Linked DNA regions of Mus musculus: region 2 is linked to region 1. The links are chromatin contacts, called in public Hi-C maps. All regions are on one chromosome and are shown on one strand. The core of a region is the stretch at or near the end of the contact, and the rest is flanking DNA. Distances in the headings are between cores, read along the strand shown.

Evidence for each region. Hi-C and Micro-C count contacts between places; a contact is called where the count stands out from the background.
Region 2: a Hi-C map of muscle stem cells shows a contact between it and region 1, with 4 times the contacts expected there. The contact joins the enhancer-like site here to the promoter of Psmd6 in region 1. A contact is called at or near these places in 4 of 484 Hi-C or Micro-C datasets (LSK cells, muscle stem cells, myocytes and 1 more), 2 of 115 datasets of contacts at active chromatin or transcription factors (bone marrow-derived macrophages and embryonic stem cells) and 2 of 9 other capture datasets (adipose tissue and pancreatic islet).

Annotation. Positions count from the first base shown.
Region 1 is chr14:14,115,707-14,123,617 of GRCm38.p6, forward strand. Psmd6 (proteasome (prosome, macropain) 26S subunit, non-ATPase, 6) reads right to left here and starts at 5,239. Exons shown (of 8, transcript NM_025550.3): 1 at 5,033-5,239; 2 at 4,281-4,486; 3 at 1,119-1,264; 4 at 678-897; 5 at 442-550. The coding sequence starts at 5,177.
Region 2 is chr14:14,289,780-14,297,690 of GRCm38.p6, forward strand. No RefSeq gene overlaps it. Among named protein-coding and RNA genes, the nearest start is that of Olfr31, 34 kb to the right of the region's middle. Within about 2 kb of position 4,877, at least 146 of the 459 cell types and tissues checked have an H3K27ac peak or open chromatin away from gene starts, as enhancers often do. A contact at or near this core is called in adipose tissue, bone marrow-derived macrophages, muscle stem cells and 3 more, where this site is marked.

The DNA.
Region 1 (7,911 bases), core at 3,989-6,488:
TCCTTTTTCTGTTTTGTTTGCTTTGCTCCATTGTATCATATTTATGATTTCTTTGGTCTTCCCTTCTGTGAGACCTCTCAAGTGACTGAGTGCTTTCAGTTGCCTGTGCTTGTCTCTGTTGTCTTTTGGGTAACATATCTGGATGGCTGTGCAGCCAAGATTCCTAGTTCTAGTGTTAACCCTTCATCAGATGCCAGAGCCATGCCTGATGACCTGAGTTCAATCTCCAGGACTCACATGATAGAAGAGAAGCAACCTGAAAGACTTTCACATATGCATCAAAAGCACACATCATTCTCACATTTGGGAATTTATAAAATACACCAAGTTTGCTGGCCTTACCTAAGCACAATAGGCAGAACTTAAGTATTAAGACCTGCAGCCTCTCTTATACCCTGCTGTGCTATGTACCCACAGGACCAGATGAAGTCAGATCCTTACCTAATGATTGGAAAAAAACTGAATAACGGCATTCATAGAGAGAAAACAGATACTGCCGAACTGCTGGAAGACTGTGCAACACTTCAAGGATCTCTGCCCCTTTAATGACCTGGGTATTAAAACAAAACCCATCAATCAATCAATCAAACAACAAAAATATGAATATTTTAATGATTTTTGTGTATTTACGTTAGGAAAGCATGAGCAGTCTTTAAAAGGATGTTAAGGTTTCTCACCTTTTCCCTGAGGTCCGGCCTTTCTAAGGCGATCATACTGACGTAAACAGTGTAAGTCACAAATGTCTTGTAATCCATGAGCTCATACGATGTAAACGTAGAAACAGTGTCGAGAAAGAGCTCTGCTGCCTGTTTGAAGTCACGGATAGCCACACAATATAAGCCCTGGTACACTTTCAGCCTGTTTCGCCTGTCCCAGTCTCCGCCTTCCTCTATCAGGCTAGCAAAAAAACACAACAGAAACATAATGCTAATTCTTAAAGTTTTTTTTAAAGAAAAAAATTTTAAGTAAAGTATTTTATTCAGCAAGTATGTCAACTCTTGGGCCAAAGTCCACAGTTGTAAGCAAAGCAAAATGGGGAAATGTGGGCCTACTAACTTATTAATAACTTACTATTAACAGCCCATAACTTCCAGGGTCAGATCCACTGCTAACTGTACCTTTTGGCCTTTTCTGTGTTTCGAGTAATGAGGTCATTATCCATATAAAAGAGTCCGATCCTTAGGAGATAGAATACAATATCCAGGCGGTGACCCAGGGCCACAGTCTTATCGTATGTCTTGCGAAAAGCTGTCAAAGCTCCTTCCTGTCAAATTCAAGATCAAAGGGGTGAAAAGAACACAATCCAGCAAAGCCATCAGCCCCCAGGGTTTTCCTGAGTGGCTGGCGGCACAGAAGTAAGATGCCAGTGAAAGAAAGGGTCATTGGGATAAAGATCAGGGTTCCTTTAGCTGAGGGAAGTATAGACAATGCCCAGGGGAACACTTCATTCTGAGGACAAGATATGAAAAGCACATAGTAGACAATGTATTTCTGCCTATAACAATTAGCAGTACTTCCAAATAAGTTCACTATAAATTCTTAATCATTTTAAGAGGCTCATATCACTGGTTAGAGCACTCAATAGATGCGTATGCAATCTCATCTCAACCGAGAGAAAGGGACTCCACTGCTTTGCAACAACAGTGATAAAAATCACTTTTATACTTAGTGTTTCTTCAGACATAACTGGATAGCATGTTCTATAATTATTAGTCACACTTCATAAATGTATAAAAGGAATTGTCAGAACAGCAGTGAGCATGCCTAGTACCCAGACCTGGAAATGCAATACTGTTTCTCACTAGGGAACCAGGGATTTGGGAAGAAATGGATGACTGCAAGTTTGCAGAGTAAAGTTAAAATAGTAGGTGACTTTATGCCGTTTTGTATCAAAAATAAAGGTAATCATGAGTCAAGTGAAAAGATAACAAGCCTGTCTTAAAGGGACCTGTACTAACATCTGCAATGAACTAAGCGTCAAAAGATTGATGATAAATACAAGTAATAATAAAACCACTGCAACCATCAAACATTTAGAAACAGTCAGTAAAAGAAAAAAACCTGATTACTCTTTTGGGGAGAATGCTGTGAGCCAACATAGAAGGAATATAGCCTTAACACAAACAGCAATCACCCAATGCTGACTAAGCCATAATGATTAAATTCAAGACCTGAAACAAAACCTTCACTCGTCACATACATACTGACTACCTTTTCAAACCAAACCATACTCATACTACATTTCAAGGTTTTTCCCCCACTATATTTCTAAGTTTTTAAAATGACCACTACTAAATTTAAAAAATTTTTTTAAAGTTTTAAATTAAAATTCAACAGTTTATAATTTAAGCCCTTTCTTTGGGCTAGTGCAGTTCTAAACTCTTTCCCTGTATCTTTAAACAGCACTAGGTAGAAACGCATCATCCTACTTTACATGAGAAAACTGCAGCTGCAGTAAATAATGACTATTGAGGCTGGAAATATAATCCAGGCCATCTGACCCAAGAGCTCACACTATTTTTAAATACTGGAACCATGTCAGCCTACACTCAAATGCTAAAGAGTAGACCCAGCACTAGGATTACTTACAACAAATGGCCACATACAGGAAAATAAGTGTTCACTCTCCCAGCAATTTCACCTCAGACTAAACAGTGTCCTAAAGAAACACTAGCATGTATGGGCAGTGGAGGCACACCACTTTAAATCCCAGAGTTTGGGAGGCAGAGGCAAACAGATGTCTGTGTGTTTGAGGTCAGCCTGGTCTACAGAGCTAGTTTCAAGACAGCTAGGGCTACACAAAGAAACCCTGTCTCAAAACAGAAAAAAACAAAAAAACCCAAAAATAAACAAACAAAAAAAGCCCCCAAAACACTAGCATATATATACTAGGAGACATATGAACATGTTTTTCACCACTGCAATTTGTTTAAGAAAAATCAACTATTACAGCTGGCTAAAGCAAAACCAGCTGAAGCAATTCGTGCATCCAGACCAGCTGAACAGACAACCTACTCAAAATGTGGATGCGGCAGCGGTGATCCAGAACGTAACAAAGTTCTCTGAGATGCAGTGACAGATGCATGGAAGAGGAGGATTCGCGGGACACAGTGACCTCATGCACACAAATACATGTTCACTACTCATTGTCTACAAGACATACATACACAAGTACATAACTGCACTATCAAAGAGCTTTGTAAGTTACTACTATAAATTCTTTTAGATTTACTTTATGTCTTTGAGTATACTGTCTAAATGTATGTCTGTGCATGATGGTGCTTGCCTGGTAGGTGCCAGCAGGGGTCAGAAGACAGTATTGGATCTCCCAGAACTGGAATTAAAGTGGGGTGGGCTGTAAGCTTCATATGGAGATCATGAATCAAGCCCGGGTCCTCTTTGAGAGCAACCAACACTCTTAACCCGAGCCATCGCTCCAGCCTCCTACTGTAAAAAAACAATTCGAGACAGGGTTTCTCTGTAGCCCTGGCTGTCCTGGAACTCACTCTGTACACCAGGCTGGCCTCGAACTCAGAAGTCCTCCTGCCTCTGCCTCCCAAGTGCTGGGACTAAAGGCGTGTGCCCCCACTGCCTGGCAGTTGTAAACCTTTTAAAATGTACAATCTTTGCTTCCCAACCACTTAAGTTACTACTGAAAATGACCCCAATGTTGTCAACAGAGGGGGCAAAACCTCTGCACCCTTGTTTTGTTCTGGAGAAGTATTTTTATTATTCTCAAGTATGTATATGTGTGTCTGGGGGTATGTGTGCATGAATGCAGATGTCTTTGGAGGCTGGAGGGATCAGATACCTGGGAGCTGGTATTGTGAACCTCTTGATGTGGGTGGTGGGAACTGCACTTAGGTCTCCTCCAGGATGATCTGCAGTATACAGTCTTAAACCACCAAGCCTCTTCTCTCTAGCCTCATGTGTACTTGTTTTTAATGACACAGTAAGGAAGACTAACGCACACCTTGCTCTGTTAAGAGCAGGGAATTGGGTGCTGCAACATTGTCATGTATCTACTGTTCCTGTACTGACTCTTCAGTACAGGTAAATATGATTATCCTTCCAGTTAAAACAGAAAGATTCTCTTATCCAGTGAGATATTACTCATTTGCACTGATGTACAACATTGGTCTGTACCTCCAGAAAATAGGGAGCACCTCTCATCTGCAGAGCGGGCAGGGCATCTCACTGACCCTGTCACCTACCCAGAGCGGGCAGGGCATCTCACTGACCCTGTCACCTACCCAGAGCGGGCAGGGCATCTCACTGACCTTGTCACCTATCTGACAGAGGTACTCTGCTTTTGCCATCATTGCATCTCGAATTTCACTTTCTCCCAGATTCTTCTCTGCATCCTCCAGCTCCTCATCCAAACGTTTCAACTCTTCTTCGTTTGCTTTCTTCATTTTACTCAGGAGATCCACGTCCATCTGCCAGTCGAGGGATTTACACAAGGCTTCATAATAAGGAGCCATATCTAAAAGCCACAAATCACGCATTATGAGGTATCCTGTTAGCTTCTGCTCGCTTTTCCCACCCCACCGAAGGTCAGCTAGCAGACGCCTCCCAACTATGGGCCTGGGTAGCACGGCTAAGGTTTGAAGCTGGGAGCCTGCTTGAGAGCCGATCTTAGCAGGTCTGATCGCGACTAAGGCCAAGGGGAAGGGAATCGAATCCTCAGTTTGCTCTGGTCGGCTCCTGTTCCAAAGGAGTCCTCATGTCAGGGAAAGGACACCGATTCGACTCGACTACTAGGGACAGAACCCTGACTGTCCCTTGGCCGGCAGCTAAACACCGACAGGCATCACTAAAGCCGCGGCGCCTTTGCCGGGAGTCCAGCCGCGACAAGCACCCGAGGCTTCCCTGGACGTCTCGCGGCGGGGAAGAACCCACTAAGGCAAGCAAGCCCCTCTCGGGTCCAGGAGGCCTCCCTAGGGGTCTCCATGAAGCCTCGACCGGAGACGCCCGCCAGGCACCCCGACCGCCCCGCCTAGGCCGCTGACTCGGCGCTCGCTGGCCTCACTGTTTTCCCGGACGGCCGCCATCAACTCCTCGCGCACCGCCGCGTCCCCGCGGTGCTCCGGCAGGCTAAGCAGAAACCGCAGCTGCGCGATGCGCAGGTCGGGGTTCTTGGGCAGTCCCTCTTCTTCTAGGTTTTCTAGCGGCATGGCTACAGCACAGGAGCCGGCTGACAGAACCAAGCACAGCCCTGGGCCACCAGCGGAAGCAGGAGGAGTCGTCACAGGTTCCCCAGAGCCGCCAGTCTGACTTCCGGTCGCGTCTCTGGCTCCGCCGCCCGCAGCGTCCCCTGCTGGACATCGGCGGGAGCACCTGGCGCTGTCCCCTTTTTCTTTAGGTCAGAGTTGGGCCCAACTTTCATTTCTTGAGTATCTTTTTTTCTTCCTTTTTATATAATATTTGCAACGGATAGGATCTGGAAATCCGCCAACAGTTTTAAAATATAACACAGATGAGAAAAACAATAAAAACAGTTTTCCAGGGACATCTTTGTTTCAATACTCTTGAACTAGGGAGAGATTCTTTTGGTCCAGATTGTAGACAAACAAACTGGAACATAGCGAGATTTGAAAAGTGGCCAGCTAAGGTTACACACCAGCTACATGACAAGGCCTGTGTAGAACCTATCTTCCTTACATTTAAAATCCACATTCTTCCCTATTCTAAGAAAAGAGTACCCCGTGTTTCCAATTATTAATTCAGTGATTTACATTATTTTTGTGTGCACATGTTGGAGGAGTCTTCAGAATGGGTAATGGTCTATAAATCCTACTGTGTGACACAATGAGAAATGTCCCACTGAGTTTCAATATTTGACCACATGGTCCCCATTGGTGGTGCTGTTTGGACACCTTAAGGAACCATAAAAAGGTGTAAACCCTGCTTTAGGCAGTCGCTCACTGGGGTAGGTTTGAGAATTTCTGACCTCACCCCATTTCCAATTCTTTCTATGTTCTCTCTGTGTGGTTGAAGATGTGATCTCCCAGGTTCTTGTTCCAGCCTGTTTCTATGCCCCTGCCACTACTAAGGACTCTCAGAAAGTGCAAACCAAATTAGACTCATGAGCTGCTTTGGTCATGGCGTTTTATCACAGCAAGAAAAAGTAACTAGTAAACCCACTGCACGGACTTTCTGTCCTTTGCTTTTGTTAGGCCCTGCAATTGTGATGACTGTAATCTGCTACCCCGAGAGAATCTCAACACAGAGACTTATCTTACCACAGAGACTTAAAGCCAGGATTTGCATCTCAGTTGTTGAATTCCTACTAGAAGTTTACCTTTGAACACAAGCTCAACTTCTACTGCAGTGGATCTTTTATGCTGGCCCAAAATTCTTCTGGGTTCTGAAATATGATGTCCCATGAAGGATGTGTGGATCCAGGTATCACACTCTATGTGATGGTTACCATATGTCTGACTTTTGGAACAGTACAACACAAGGATGTGCTAGAATTGGTGCTATTTTATGTTATCAGAATGTTATAACTTTGTATGGAAACTGATCATCAATCCTTTCAAGAAAGATTCTGTAGGAAGCATCCTAAGACATTCATGAATGGGTTTAGGGCAAGAGGAACTAGAGCTTTAAATCAAGCCCAGTATAGAGATATTTCAAGACTGGGTTCATACTATGCATGAAATACGAATACACTAGTGTCCATAATTCACTTGTAAACAAAAAATGGGTTTATTTATTTATTAATCATCCCATTCATTTACATCTCAAATGATATCTCACTTCCGAGTAACCCTTCCACAAGCCCCATCCCCCATCCCATATCTGCCCTCTTTTCCTTCCCCTTTGCCTCTATGAGGGTGCTCTTCCAACCCCACCTACCCTCTCCTACCCACTGATCCAGTGTATAGTGTCCTGTACACGCCTTGGTTTGTAGTCTAGTCCCTGGGAGCACTGGGTGATCCAGTTGTTCTTTCTATGGGGTTGCAATCCCCCTCTGCTCCTCCAGTCCTCCCACCAGCTCCCCCACCTAAGTTCCTGAGCTCAGTCTGATGGTTGGCTCCAAGCATCCACATCTGCATTGATAGGTTGCTGGCCTAAACTCCCAAGCAACTTCCTGTCAGCAAGCACCTCTTAACCACAGCAACAGTGTTTGGTGTCTGCAGACAAGATGGACCCCCAGGTGAGGCAGTTCTCAGATGGCCTTTCCTTCAGTCTCTGCTCCATTTTTGTCCCTGTTCTTCCTTTGAACAGGAACATTTCTGTGTTAAAAACTCTGAGATGGGTAGGTGGTCCCTTCCCTTGGCTTCGGGCTGTGCTTATCTACTGGAGGTGGTCTCTACAAGTTCTATCTGCTCCTCTCTGGGCTTTTCCGATAATCTCATACCCCCTGGGTGCTGGGGCCCTCTCCTTTCCATGGAGTCTGGGAATCTCCAGTGGCTATCCCCAGTTCCTCATCCCCTACTGCTACATGTTTTTATTCCATTTCCTAACCCTCTGTATCTTTCTCCCATCCTCTCTAGTACCTGATACTGCCCACCTTGTTTTCTCCCCCTCCTCTCTCCTCCCCAGATCCCCCCTCCCTCCACATCCCACGATCATCCTCTTTCCGACTCAATGCAGGACTGAAGCATCCACACCCTGATCTTCCTTCCTCTTAAGTTCCATATGGTCTGTGGGTTGTGTCACAGGCATTGTGAGCTTTTGGGCTAATATCCACTTATCAGTGAGTGAATGCCATATGTGTTCTTTTGTGTCCGGGATACCTCACTCAGGATGATATTTTCTAGTTCCATCCATTTGCCTGAGAATTTCATGAAGTCATTGTTTTTAATAGCTGAGTATTACTCCATTCTGTAAATGTACCACATTTTCTGTATCCATTTTTCTGTTGAGGGACATCTGGGTTCTTTCCAGCTTCTGCCTATT
Region 2 (7,911 bases), core at 3,627-6,126, 170 kb after region 1:
GGATCAGTTATTTAGAAAATTGTTTTGCATCCTTTTAGTCTGAGGTAGTTTCTGTCTTTGTCATTGAGGTGGTTTTCCTGTATGTAGCAAAATGTTGGGTCCTATTTACTTAACCATTCTGTTATCCTATGTCTGTTTATTGGGGAATTTAGTCCATTGATATTAAGAGATATTAATGGAAAGTAATTGTTGCTACCTGTTATTTTTGTTGGAAGAGTTGGAACTGTGTTCATGTGGCTATCTTCTTTTACTTTTGCTGAAAGATTACTTTCATTTTTTTCTAGATAGTAGTTTCCTCCTTGTGTTAGAGTTTCCCTTTGTTATCCTTTGAAGAGCTGGATTTGTAGAAAGATATTGTGAGAATTTGGTTTTGTCATAGAATACTTTGGTTTCTCCATCTATTTTTTTTGCTGGAGTTATTATATTTTGGAGTTTTGCTGGGTATAATAGCCTAGGCTGGAATTTGTGTTCTCTTAGGATCTGTATGACATCTGTCCAGGATCTTCTGGCTTTCATTGTCTCTGGTGAGGTCTGGTGTAATTCTGATGGGTCTGCCTTTATATGTTACTTGACCTTTTTCCCTTACTGCTTTTAATATTCTTTCTTTGGTTTGTGTATTTGATGCTTTGATTATTATGTGAAAGGAGGAATTTATTTTCTGGTCAGTCTATTTGGAGTTCTGTAGGCTTCTTATATGTTCGTGGGTATCTCTCTCTTTAGGTTAGGGAAGTTTTCTTCTTTATTTTTGTTGAAGATATTTACTGGCCCTTTAAGTTGAAAATCTTCACTCTCTTCTATTCCTATTATCCTTAGGTCTGGTCTTCTCATTGTGACTTGGATTTCCTGGATGTTTTGAGTTAGGATCTTTTTGCATTTTGCATTTTCTTTGATTGTTATGTGTAGCCTCCCTCAGTCTTGAACCAGGCTGATCCAGACTTTGACCTTGCTCCCACTAAGAAGGAGATTACCTAGGGTAGAGCCTTCTGACCTTGATGGCTCTATTTGCTCTTCTCCAAGACTCTGCTTCCTGCTGAAAGGTCCTTGAAATGTTCCAAAGACACTCCCTGTAGACCGCCTATGGGCTGGCTCCAGGCACCAAGAATAGGCTGGCGGGGGGTGGGCCTTCCCCCTTATAAGCACACTCTCTTAATAAACTCTCAGGCCTTGATCAGCACATTTGTCATGGCTTCATATTCCTTTCTTGCAGTCTAAGTCTCTTTCAGCCCCAGCCTGCCTCCTAAGTGTACCCAGTTCATGTATGTCGTGGGCTGATATATAACAGTTATGTCCATGTTTTCTATGGTATCTTCAGCACCTGAGATTCTCACCTATATCTCTTGTACTCTGTTGATGATGCTTGCGTCTATGACGCCTGATCTCTTTCCTAGGTTTTCTACTTCCAGAGTGGTCTCCCTTTGTGATTTCTTTATTGTTTCTGAAAGACCTCCAAAGGGAGACCATCACTCAAGTCTTGGGATAATAGCGGACCCCCAAGAACTCATGAGAGACCAAGCTTGATGCAAACCACATGAGGTTTTATTCGAGGAAACCCAGAGCTCTGGGGATGACTCGTTTCCCACGCAGGGGTAGAGGAGTCAACCCCTAGGGGAAAGGGGTCTCAGGTTTTATAGGTCCTCAAGGGGGAAAGGAGAAGGAGGAAATAGGGGATTTCCAGGTCTAAACAATGTCTATTCTAAAATGATTGATTTCTCAAGAAATGTGTATGGGAGGGAAACAAGGAAAGAGTCTAATGAAGGTGGATTAACTCTGGATTGGCCCCAACTGTGGTTGCTGGGGAGATTTTCTGACTCTATCCCAGCAACCAATATCACAAACACCTGGCAGTGAGGTGCAGCAGTGGGCACACACCTGGGTTCAAGGAATGGTCAGAACATTGGCAGACACATGGGTTCAAGAAATGGCCAGAGCATTGTGCACCTCTATTTTTCTAAATCAGTGAAACTGAAAGATCCTGGCAGAATGTAAAAGGACACAGAAGCCCTGAAATTGGCAAGATAGACGTCAGTGTTAGCAGAACTAGCTTCACTGATTTAGAAAAATAGAGGTGCACAATGCTCTGGCCACTCCTTGAACCTGTGTGTCTGCCAATGTTCTGACCAGGTGTGTGCTCATTGCTGCACCTTCATTAGACTCTTTCCTTGTACCCCTCCCATACCCATTTCTTGAGAATAGACATTGTTTAGATCTGGAAATCCCCTAATCTCCCCCTTCTCCTTTCCCCCCTGAGGGCCTATAAAAACTGGGAACTCTTTCCCCTCGAGGACGACTCCTCTACCCCTGCGTGGGATATGAGTCGTCCCCAGAGCTCTGGCTTTCCCCGAATAAAGCCTCATGTGGTTTGCAACAAGCTCAGTCTGTCATGAGTTCTTGGGTGTCCGCTATTGTCCTGAGGCCTGAGCGAGGGGCTCCTCTCGGAGTCTTTCAAAACTAGTTCTGCTAACAATGAAATCTATTTTGCCAATTTCAGGGCTTCTGTGCCCTTTTACATTCTGCCAGGATCTTTCATTCCCCACTTCTTCTAGTTACTAGTTCTAATCTTAGAACTAGACTGCAATCTCTTCTTCAAGGTTCTACAGAGACTGGTATTGTTGTCTTAGTACTAACAGCTGGATGGCACCAAACTTATCTCTAACAAAGGTCACTAATTTATTAAGAATTAGCGGGCCACATGTCAGCAGTAAGAGCAAAATTATTAGAGGGCCCATCAGAGTAGAAATGAGGATGATCAACCAAGGGGATTTATTCTTTAGGAACTCGCTTTATGTGAGAGACATGAATCTAAGCAGAGATGCCTTCTACTTTGACAGCAGTGGGGGTGGTCAGCAGCATGATGTAAGGTCCTTTCCAATGAGGTTCTAGTTTCCCAGCTCGGTGTCGTAGGATGAGAACTGCATCTCCCACCCGGAACTTGTGTGATAACATTAAATCTCCTGGTTCGTAGGCCTCCTTGAGCTTCTCCCAGGCGGTGTTTCTGAACACTTCTAGGGCTTTCATGTGTGTAAACAATGAAGGACCAGGGTTAGATTCTAGAGGATCTAACATTCTCCCCACTTCAGTGAGCAGGGGAGCCCCCCCCCCCATATAGGATTTCATATGGAGTGAGCTTAAATTTTCCCGGTGTGTTCCTGACGTGGAACAAGGCAAAGGGAAGGAGGTCTGTCCAGTCATTCCCACCAGTCTCTAAGGTAAATTTAATCAAGGTCTCTTTTAGAGTTCTATTCATCTTTTCTACCTGTCCTGAACTCTGAGGTCTATAAGCACAATGTAATTTTTAATCAATCCCCAGTTGGATGCCCAGTCCCTGACTTACCTGGGCAACAACCGTTGTCAGATCCTATTACCCTACATATTCTGAACCGCGGAAAAATTTCTTCTAGGATCTTCTTAGCCACAACATTGGCAGTTTCTTTTTTGGTTGGGTAGGTCTCCACCCATCCTGAAAAGGTATCTATAAAAACTGCTATCAGTGTAGATGTTAATGGGCCGCCCCTCAGCCATCTGAAGGGCCTTTTACTAGGAAGCTGCTTCTGTGTAACAGTTTGGAACGACTGGCCATGGCTGGTCTCATAGATCACTATGGATCCCAGTTTCTTCCACAAGGATGTCCGCACAGCAGTGAATGGGTGAGGAATCATCTGTTTCAGTCAGGAGGGTAGCAGGATTGAGGATAGCAGGAGGAGCAAGCACGATCCATTCAGTCAGTAACAGACTCTGTTAGTGGGTCATTCAGTTGTTTGTCATCTATTGGTCTGGGGGCCGGCAGATAATGCTTTCAAGAGAGTGGGGGCTACCACAGTCATTTGCTGTCCCAAAGTTAACTTAACGAGTAAGGCTACTGCAGCAATGGCCTTTAAACATATGGGCTATCCGCTGGCCACTGGGTCCAGCTTCTTAGACAAATATGTCATAGGCCTCTTCTATGGCCCTAGAGCCTGAGTAAGAACTCCTCTGGTCTCCCCCGCCCTCTCATCAACATAGAGGATGAAGGGTTTGGTTAGATCTGGCAATGTCAAGGCTGGTGCAGTCAACAGGGCCTCCTTAATATTTTCAAAGGCTCTCTGATGTTCCTATATCCATCTGAATTCTCTACTTTTCTTGGTCAGGGGGTACAAGGGGGCAGCCAGTGTTGCAAACCCAGGTATCCAAAGTCTTCAGAACCTAGCAGTGCCCAAGAATTCTCTCACCTGTCTTGAAGTAGCCGGTATTTGAGTCACAGTCCTTTTTCTTTGCAATAGACACATTGGTCCTTCCCTAAAGTCTTCTGGACCGGTCTTATTCCTCCAGGTCTAGGTTCCCTGTTGCCCAGGTACCCTGTCTGTCTATTCTCTGGCCTGTTCCTTCTTTTATGCTCCCCTACTACTGCAGCCAAAATTCTGTTTAAATTCCTCTCCTGTCTTCTATCTCTCTTATTCTCCCTCTCTTCTTCTTCATGCTTTTCCCTCTCTTCTCTTCTATAAGCTTCCATCAATCTTTCCAGAAAAACAGATGGGGGCTCGGTAGGGCCCTGCATCACCTCTCTTATCTTAGCCAAATTGGTGGGGCGTCTCACCACTCCCTTTAGACCAGAGCCTGGGGGTAAACTGCTAACCTCTCCCTACCTTGAGCCGTGTTGTAGTTCCAATCTGGCCAGTCCAGAGGGAACCCAGCATTCCAATTGTACAGATATGCAGAGATTGTGGGTCCATGGGCAGGTCGCCCACAGCTCGCAAAGGAAAAGCAGAAGTGGTGCCAGGAGCTCCATCTGCTGGGGGACTCTGGGCTTGTTGGCTCTGGGTCCTGGCAGCCAGTCCTCCGGCTGTGCCTCCAGTGATCCCAGGGCCAGGCGCAGGGACCTGCAGAGGAGCGGGAACCAGCCGGAGTAGAAGTTAGGGCAGAGGGGGAGGGACTTAGGGGAGCTGTGGGTTGAAGAGGAGGCTCCCTTTTGGGAGGAACCTTTTGGTTTCACTTTTGTTTCAAGAAGAGTCAGGACTCGGGAGCCTGACCTTTGCTGGGGAATCCATGGTTTCCCTGCCAGACAGTAAACAATGACAAACCACAGAAAACACAAAACAGACACATTAAAAAAATAAACGCACACACGAAACAGACACAAAACACACACACACACACACACACACACACACACACACTGACAAATGCCTGTCTTCTAATGGACAGACAAAACTAACTCAGAAATGCAAAAGGTTGGGGAAGTGCATAAGTCCTCCAATCTAGGAAGACTACTGACTCTTCACTCCCCACCCCAGACAGAATCCAGGAGTCCTTCCCCTCGCGCTTAGGCGTCCCCCAGAGTGGGCAGGCAGTGATTCCAGCATGTCTGCTGTTCACACTCCGTGCCTCATCCAGAGGCATGGGTCTCCGTTTCTCAGAAACAGTCACAGCTGCAAATTTCAGCACTGAACCTCACTGGCTCACAGAAATATTTTTAGATAAGGAATCTCACCTCCAAGTGAGTCTTTGGACATGTGAGTGGTTGCACCAATCCCGGAGAAGCCCCCGATGAAAGAACTCTGAAGAGAGCCCCTCACTCAAGTCTCGGGATAATAACGGACCCCCAAAAACTCATGAGAGACCAAGCTTGATGCAAACCACATGAGGCTTTATTCAAGGAAACCCAGAGCTCTGGGGACGACTCGTGTCCCACGCAGGGGTAGAGGAGTTGACCCCGAGGGGAAAGGGGTCTCAGTTTTTATAGGTCCTCAAGGGGGAAAGGAGAAGGAGGGAATAGGGGATTTCCAGATCTAAACAATGTCTATTCTAAAATGATTGATTTCTCAAGAAATGTGTATGGGAGGGAAACAAGGAAAGAGTCTAAAGAAGGTGCAGTAACTCCGGATTGGCCCTGACTGTGGTTGCTGGGGAGATTTTCTGACTCTATCCCAGCAACCAATATCACAAACACTTGGCAGTGAGGTGCAACAGTGGGCACACACTTGGATTCAAGAAACAGACAGAACATTGTGCACCTCTATTTTTCTAAATCAGTGAAGCTAGTTCTGCTAACAATGAAATCTATTTTGCCAATTTCAGGGCTTCTGTGACCTTTTACGTTCTGTCAGGATCTTTCATTTCTACTTCCATCCTTAGATTTCGCGTGGTTTTGTTCAATTCCTTCACCTATTTGGTTGTTATCTTGTAATTCTTTAAGGGAGTTTTGTGTTTCCTCTCTAAGTGTTTCTATTTGTTTACTTGTGTTCTTCAGTACTTCTTTAAGGTAGTTATTTATGTACTTCTTAAAGTCCCCCATCATCATCATGAGAAGTGACTTTAGTTCATATCTTGCTTTTCTCGTGTGGTGGTGTATCCAGGACTTGCTATGGTGGGAGAATTGGTTTCTGATGATGTCAAGTAACCTTAGTTTCTGTTCCTTCTGTTCTTATGATTGCCCCCTGTGAGGAGCCGCCCTCACAGTCACCGTTACAAGATGGCGCTGACATCCGTTGCTCGTAGTAAAATGTGTGCAGGCGTCAGGGTATCATTCCGTTACCTGAGCCCTGCCTTTCTCGTGGCGTTAACTGACTGATAGTGGGCAGCCAATCCCAGTGGTGCACATCTCCAACCGTTGAGATGCTTCTGAGATGTTGAGAACCTGGTGTGACCAAGCTCATGGCATCCTGTGACCCTGGAATCCTAAGATACTAGGCATGTTAGACTCCGGGAGTGGAGACTTCTCTCCTCTGGGCAACTTGGAATTGTCTGCTAAGATTGTGCCCAAGCTACAGTGGTGCTGACCAGAAGGACCCTAAGCCACTGGCAGGGCGGGAGTTCCTACGTCCCTGGAAACTGATGGTCCCAGTTACACCTGGTGGTGTTGGAGCAGATGTTGTTTCCTACTCTCAGGTGCTCCTAAGATCCTGGGCACATTAGAATGCCCAGAAGTGGAGAATCCTCTCCTCTGGGGACTTTGGGACTGTACTTTGAGATTGTGCCCAAGATAGAGCCCAGCTTTTACTTATTATGGTGTCTGCCTGGAGCCACTGTATTTTTTTCCCTGCACTAGTTCTGAACATCAAGAAAAATTTCCCATGTGACTCAGGCTAAATCTGTATTTTATTCTATCTTTAAAAACAATTAAATCAAACTTCTATTAATACCTGCTTATAGGAAGCAGGCAACTTTACTTATACTGTTTCTATTTACAACAGGGAAACTCAGAGCCTGAACTGGGTCTGTTCCTATGTTTCTTTGTTTAGAGTTGACTACATTGGATTCACGCGACTTATCTCCACTTGCTAAGAAGCAGCTGACCCCTGTTGTTGAATTAAGGAAGACTGAAAAAAGCTGAAGATAAGTGCAATCCTGTAGGAGGACCAGCAGTCTCTATGTGGACCCCTGAGTTCTCCCAAACACTGGACCACCAAACAGACAGCATACATCAGCTGATATGAGGCCTCCAACACATATACAGTAGAGGACTTCCGGGTCTGGGTTCATTCAGAGAGCTTGCACCTAACCCTCAGGAGACTGGAGGCCCCAGGGAGTTTAGAGGTCAGGTGTGGTGGGGGGTGGGGCATCCACGTGGAGACGGTGTGGGGTGGGGAGAAGTTGTGGCTGTGGAGCAGTTGGACGGTGGATGGGGGTGGGGAATGGAATATGGAATATAAAAAATAAACTAAAAATAAACTAAAAATTTAAAAAAGAACTAATTCCCCCACTCTTAAGTCAAGAATCTTACATTTCTGGTGGATTCTTACCCACCATGCTGGAAAGCATCTGAGGTGTGCACATTTTACATTGTGGTCTTTTGATGAAGTTCTGTGTCTGCAAGCTTATTTATTTTACTCTAGTTAGTGTAGGTTGATCACCAGTGATGGGACAGTCACAGAACAGCTAGTTCTAGGGTTTGCAAGTGTGCCCGACAGAACAGCACCAGCTGTTCTAAGTCAGCAG